2 separate regions of the Mus musculus genome follow, and region 2 is linked to region 1. A link is a contact called in public promoter capture Hi-C data. All regions are on one chromosome and are shown on one strand. Each heading gives the region's core, a stretch centred on a gene start, on an enhancer-like site or on the middle of the called end of the contact. The rest is flanking DNA. Distances are from core to core; before and after follow the strand shown.

Region 1 (3,667 bases), core at 415-2,914:
ATTTCTGGGCATTTACTGTGTGTTGGTCACTATTCTGAGTTCAGTTTTACAGCTCCCTTACATAACAAGCATATTTTAAAAATTATTTTTTAAATTCTATTTTTAAAATTATGTGCATGTGTGAGCATTTCTGCATTTGAGTGCAGGTGCTCTTGAAGGCCAGAGGTAGCAGAGCCCCTCAAGTTGGAATTTCAAGCAGTCATGAGTCACTTGATATGGTACTGGGAATTGAGCCTGAGTACTCTGCCAGAGCAGTAGTTTGAGTCATCTGTGGTGTCTGAATAAGAGGCTCATATGTGTGAAAACTTGGTCCCTAGCTGTGGAACTGTTTGTCAAGGACTAGGAGGTGTGTATTTTGGGTGGTGTTTGACATTTCAAAAGACTTGGCCCACTCCCAGTGTGCCCTTGCCTCCTGCTTGTAGTTCATGTGAACTCTTGAAGTTCCTGTGGTCATGCCTTCACTCTACCATCACAGACTCTAACCCTCTGCAAACTTAAGTCCTATTAACCCTTTCTCCTGTAACATACCACAGCAAAAGTACCTAACATACCACATCCAGCATTTTTTCTTTACAGGAGAGAATGCTAACTATAGTTTCAGTCAAGGTGCTCAATATGGTTTCCTAAGACAGAAAAGTGACATCCAAGTGACACCCACATACTGCTCTGCAAGGAAGATGCACCAAAGAGAAACAGCATTTAAGTACCAAGGGCTCAGAGCCTGCTAGGGCTGAAGCTGCAAAGCAGTCCCTAATAGACTGGAGAGTCTCTCTGAGCAACTCGATGCTGCTCCTGGTAGAGATGTATGTGGAGTTAACACACACACACACACACACACACACACACACACACACACACACACACACACACATTCTCTCCCTCCCTCTCTCTCACTTATACACACATACATGCACACACACTCTCTCATACAAACACACACACACTCTCTCACACACACATTCTCTTTCAGACACACACACGCACAAAGACACATATATACACTCTCACACAGATACAACTTAGTACAATATAATCCAAAGATATATTAATTTGGTAACTATATGCTGAGGAATGACAGTAAAAACAACATTTTAAAAGTTTTTGAGGGCAAGACATAGTGGTACATGCCTTCAATTTCAACACTCAGGAGGCAGAGACAGGCAGATCTCTTGTGAGTTCAAAGCCAGTCTGGTCTACATAGTGACAGCCAGGGCTACACTGAGAAACCCGTCTTGAAAACAAACAAACAAACAAACAACTCCAAAGGTCTACACCAATTTATGCATTTCCTAAGTCACCAACCTTAACTTTCCCCTTCCCCTTTCAGTGAGGAAAAAGCTTCCCGTGAACTTAAGGTAACTCCATCTATTGTGTAGCAGCCTTCACACAGACGGAGACCCAGCAGGGGAAGACATGGCTCCCAGGACACTGAACAGTGCCTCAGGTATGCATAACTTCAGCGAGATGTGCTGAACAAGATGGTGCAGACGTGCTGACACAGATAGGAACACTCAACAGCCACACAGCAGCCACACAGAACTGTAGTTTGGAAGTAGCTTGTCCCTAAGTGATCAAAGTGAGCTGAAAGGGTTCTGCTGACAAAGCTACTTGAGTGGTGTTTGAGTTAGGACATATTTGCTTTGGAAAACACACAACAGCCCAGCACCAAAGTTCACATTGAAACCTGCTGCTGACCTTCTCTGGTCTCATCTCTGCCACACCACTGCTCAGAGGTACAGAGGTAAGTTTGGTTTCTAACATTTTTTGCCAATTATAAATTTTTATTTTTAATGCTTAGAGCTAAACAATTGGTTCCTTTATTGAGAAAAGAATATGTTATTTTTAAAATTTAGTTTAATATTCTTTAAAATTTAGTTTAATGTTTAGTTTAATATTAATATTGGTACAACTGACAAAAATGGAATTTGAATTTTAAGAGACAAGATTATTATACCTTTGATACTTTATACTGGAAACTGGGCATGGCAGCACAAGATTGAAATTCCAGCACTTGTAGCCCCTGGGTATCTATCACCCTAGGGCACAAAATCAATTTCTTTTCAAATTAGATAATTGTCTAGTGATTAAGAATGAGAATATTCTTGTTCTAGAGGAAGTTTCCACCTAAGCATTACTATTAAAGGTTAGAGGAATGTAAGAGATCTAACCTCAAAATGCCCAGAAAACGTGTACATATGTTGATACATATACATGTACCCCCCCATGTGCACCACATCACATCATACACACACACCACACATACACACGCACATACACCATACCACACGACACACACACCAACACACCCCACACATATACCACACCATACCACACCACACCACACACATATCATACCACACCACATACCATACCACACACACACACCACACCACACCACACACATACACACACCACACACACACATACCACACCGTGACACACACACACCACATCACACCACACACGCACACAACAGTAAAGGGAACACAGTGGCTGCTCTGCTACTCTATTCTTTCAATTCTTCTGTAAGTTTGAAGTTATTTTAACATAAAAAGGTTTCCCTTCTTGCTTGTTCTGTTTGGATCTGGAGAGATCACAGTAGGAAATGGTGTTCTTTATGACACATATACAAAAAGGCCAACTCCAATCCATGCAACTCTCAAGAATACACTATATGATGTTCCCATGAAAACAAAATTTTGATGAATATCTTAAAATTATAGCACTTTAATTCAAAGACAGCAATTTGAACGCATACACAACTTACAGGTATTTTTAAATGCCTTAATTTTTTTTTAATGAAACTGATGAGCAATATAGAAAGATTTATCTGTCAGATCGTTAATTTTCAATGCATAAAATAACTACATTTTTTCCTTTCTCTAAGAAGAGAATAATGAAAATTATGGCTTATGGCTTTTGGACATACCTTCAGGAACAGGGTATATGATGCTTACCCTTCAGAACCAACCCAACCCAACCCAACCTAACCAAACCAGAATGTGTTCTGAGTTCCAGGATAAGATGAAGAACATCTTTTCTATTTGGGCTCAGACTAGTCTCCTTGAACCTACATTAATTCAAGTTGGCTTTTCTTTTGTTCTTTAACATTATTGTAACTACTGTTTTAGCCAAGGAAATTTTTAACTGTAATCATAAAAAGGCTTCCATTAAGTTTTTTTATTTGTGCATATGCACTTGTCTGTTCAAGTATGCACCACATTGTGCAGACTGCCAGAAGGGTACAAAACTCCTTGCAGCTGGAGTTACAGATGGCTGAGCCACCCACCTGGAGGGCTGGGACCTGAACTCTCGTACTAACTGCTGAGCCCCCTCTCTAGCCCACTTAATTTCAATGATACCCATGCCTGATTTTATCTTGAAACTAGTTCTATTTACATTAGATACTGTTTCCAGTAATTGTTCCACATGTGTAGATTATGTAGCCATGAGTCTCAGCAAAGTGCTGAGATGGATCGGGCTTATTCACAGTCAGAAAGCATGTGGCTCTTTTTCCAAAATAAGCACTTCAGAAGCCCCCAGCCAGCTGTAGATGTACCTCAGCTGGGAGAGCATACTCCTAGCACTGACAGCCCTGACTCATTGCAGCACTGTACAGTATAGGTATGGTGATATCGGTCTACAAATAAGGAGGTATAATCAAAAG
Region 2 (3,633 bases), core at 883-3,382, 290 kb after region 1:
TCCTTGATCCAACAGTACACTCCCTGAGGCGAGGCCAACTAGAGCCCCAGAAGGTAGATGGGTTTGCAGACCCAGGGTGGAGACCCACAGATAGGCTCGCCTATACATGCTGAGTTGAACTGCAACCCCCTAGCCACAGCCAGGAAGGAGCAAAAGGCTTACCTCTGACCTCAGGTCCCTGATGTAGGCAGAGACATGGACACAAAGTCATTAGCTGCTACTGAGCACACACGTCAGGAAGGAGGCGAGGGGAGCCAGGGTAAGATTCAGCAAGTCTGCCAAAAACAAATGCAGTATTCAGTGAGTCCTGTGGCATTCAGGGCAGACCTGTTCCAAGACTTGTCCAAGACTTGTCCACTGTGGCTATCTGGGTCATGGTCCTGAAAACCTAGCCTTTAATCCCATCACCCTGAAGGCAGAGTTTGAAGCCTGCCTGGTCTACATAGTGAGTTCCAGAAAAGAAACAAAACAAAACCCATAAAACAACAACACCAAAACAAAACAACAACAACAAAAATAAAGTGGGGAGCTGGGTGGTGGTGGCACATGCCTTTAATCCCAGTACTCGGGAGGCAGAGGCAGGCAGATTTCTGACTTCGAGGCCAGCCTGGTCTACAGAGTGAGTTCCAGGACAGCCAGGGCTACACAGAGAAACCCTGTCTCGAAAAAACAAAAAAGAAAAAGAAAAGGAAAGGTATGGGAACAGAAAAATAAATATAAATATTTGGGACAAGAGAGGAAGAGAGAGAGAGAGAGAGAGAGAGAGAGAGAGAGAGAGAGAACATGGACAGAGTATGTATCGTGCTGTGGTGGGGCTTTTTCAGAGTAGCAGATGAGATTTGGAAGAGTTCCAAAGCAGGCGTGTCTGCAGGGACTTGCAACCTGCCCAAGTCCATGCAGCCCATCTCCTTGGTGCTCAGCACCTTTTTCCCTTCATGCCCAGCTTTTGCAGCGTGGCCTCCCCCAGACCTGTGAAAGCCCTGAGTCTAGCCTCTGTCAGTCGAGCACCCTGAAAAAGGTGAGTGTTGGGCCCGCGTACCTCCTCCACTTCCCTCTCCCGCCTCTTCCCCTGACCACCACTCCCCACCCCAATTCCCTTCCACCCTGCAGAATTCGCTGCAGTCTAGCAGGTGAGGAGCCTCCACAGCGCCAGCTACTGGCCACCTCTTTCCTTGCCAGGCCCTGCAGCTCCCAGTCTGTAGCGGCTCCAACAACCCAGGGCAAGCATCCCGAGAGGTTTTTACATACTTGCTTGACTTGTTCTGAGTGCTTAATGTGAATAGGGCAGTATGTTAGCCATGGGAATGGTGTGGTGGAAAGCTGTCCGCTGCCTGACGATCAGATCCCTGATAGACGGATTTAGGTAGCAGCACCCAGAACCGTGCCTGGCATATGCTGGGTACTTGGTAAATCCTGTTGGATGATGGGTATTTAGGATTGCATGTACTTATCTATTTTGTGCAGGTTTCTTCCTTGAAGCACTCTTTAAGGGCTCTAAAAAAACAACTTTTAAAATTTTTATTAGCTTAAGAAGTATGAGGATTTTTGTTTTGTTTTCGAGACAGGGTTTATGTAGCCCTGATTGTCCTAGAACTCACCCTGAAGACCAAGCTGGCCTCAGAATCACAGAGATCTGCCTGCCTGCCTCTGCCTCCCTAGTGATGGGATTAAAGGCGTGTGCTGCCACCAACACCTGGTTTATTGGGGGTGGGGGTGTTATTTGTGTACTTGTATATTTGTTGGTTCTTAACCAGGAAGAATTCTTTCAAAGAAGTTTCAATTATTGATTGCTTGATTGTTTGTCTTTTCAAGACAGGGTTTCTCTGTGTAATCCTGGCTATCTTGAACCTCTGGCTTTGAACTCAAGAGATCTGCCTGCCTCTGCCTCCAGAACGCATGGATTAAAAGCGTGTGTCACCAGGGCAACAACCTCTTTCTAGAAACTTTTCATTTCATGTAGTCCCATTTTAATTCTCCAGGCTATTTCTGTGTCAGTGAAGTACAGTGTTGAAAAGTCTTGCCTATATCTATTTTTCTAGACGCGTATTCCTGTTGTCTTCTGTATTTCAGACCTTACTTTGATCCTCTCGGATTCCCGCCAAACTAAGGGGGCGTGGCACCCGGCGCAGCTTGATGACGACATTAGGCGCCGAGTGTCCGAATGGCGGCTCCCTTCTCTGAGAAGCTCGAGATTTGTGCTATCAGCACGGCAGGTGAGTGGCGGGAGCCGCGCGCGAGGCAGCCCAGCACCGTGCGGTTTTCTCGGGTCCCCGCCGAGGCTGGCTCCGTTCCTCCTCGAGCTGTGGGGGACTTGGGCCTCCCGACAGCTCGGCCTGTACGGGGCCGGCCGGGAGCCCAGGGCCCGGCTGCAACCTCACGCCGCTCTCCAGGGTCATGGCTTTCTGCCGCCTTCCTGCGTGGTCCTCGCAGACGGTCCGGGTAGGGGGTGGATGAACGCTCGATGTGAGAGTTGAGGGAGGGGGACTTGGAGGGAAAGTTGAACCTTGGGCTCAGCTAGCGATGTTTGGTAGTAGAACTCGTTGTGGGTTTAGGTTCTACCTTGCGACTTTCCCGAGCCTCAGTTTCCTCCTCTGTAATGTAATAGGGTAGTCTCGAAACTTTGGAGGTATAGGAAGTTGTGATCAACAAATGAGGGCACGCCGCAGCTTCTCAGAGTCAGCCGAGGGAGTTCTTGACAGTGGCGCGCTAAGCTTGGCTGGAGTTCGTAGTCATTAGAAACCTCAAAAACAGTCGCAAGCAGTTCTTGAAGAAAGTGGACTTTGAGGGGTCGACCGAAGCAAAGGCCTTCGGCACTGCATGCACGCTGGCTTCGGGCGTGGGTGACAGGGCCTAAAAGCAAGAGTATCAGTGTCGTTGCCCTATTCGTGGAATCGTGGAAAGACCTTCGTTAGACATCTCTGATTTTTCAACTGTCTGCTTCTTCTGAGGAGAGAGTTGACTTCTTGTCTCCTTTAGATCTCTGCCCTTATCGAGTAGTCCACAATTTTATGCTGCCCTGATCATTTCATGGTAGTTTGCAATGTAGGTCAGGACTGAAACATTTTCAGTTTTCCTTAACACTGAGACTGAATTAAGAATTGGAAAAAAAAAAACAAAACAAAACCCAAAACCTAAGAATTGTTTCTCTTGCCACATGGCAAAGATTGGTGGTCTTTCAAAACCACAACTGCCTTAAACTCCTACTGTCTGGCTTCTCTCCTTGCAGACTGGCATTGCCAGCTTAGCACCTTTTCTCCTGTAGTGAGCAGGGCTGAGACAGAAAAGCTATCACTAGTCCATCGGTGGCACACAGTAGGCTCTCTGCTCTTTCCAGCTCTTGATTGTTTTGTGTTTCTTACCATAGGCACTGGGAGGTAGGAAGCTGCAGGGCTATGCCTAATTTTTGGTGGTGAGTTCAAATTCTTCCTTCATAGAACTTCTTCATTTGTCGCAAGAAGCACACATTACTTGCTTCACCCTTCTCTTACAGACACGAGATTTGTAAGGAGTTTGCTAGACTCTTGGCTCTGCTGATTGCTAGGTGGGTGCTGAGAAGTCTTTTGCTGTTTTTTACCCTTGTTTCCTGATTTGCATCAGCCTTGTGGGCTGTGAAGATGTATTTCCTAGTGGTGC

What was found. Capture Hi-C pulls out chosen DNA fragments and counts their contacts.
Region 2: a promoter capture Hi-C map of liver shows a contact between it and region 1. The contact joins the promoter of Smpd4 here to the promoter of Serpind1 in region 1. A contact is called at or near these places in 3 of 39 promoter capture datasets (3T3-L1-derived adipocytes, cranial neural crest and hippocampal neurons), 1 of 115 datasets of contacts at active chromatin or transcription factors (bone marrow-derived macrophages) and 3 of 9 other capture datasets (adipose tissue, liver and pancreatic islet).

Annotation. Positions count from the first base shown.
Region 1 is chr16:17,329,707-17,333,373 of GRCm38.p6, forward strand. It overlaps Serpind1 (serine (or cysteine) peptidase inhibitor, clade D, member 1), which reads left to right and starts at 1,665. Exons shown (of 5, transcript NM_008223.4): 1 at 1,665-1,741. All of the region lies in intron 19 of Pi4ka (phosphatidylinositol 4-kinase alpha), which reads right to left.
Region 2 is chr16:17,617,222-17,620,854 of GRCm38.p6, forward strand. Smpd4 (sphingomyelin phosphodiesterase 4) reads left to right here and starts at 2,133. Exons shown (of 19, transcript NM_001164610.1): 1 at 2,133-2,213.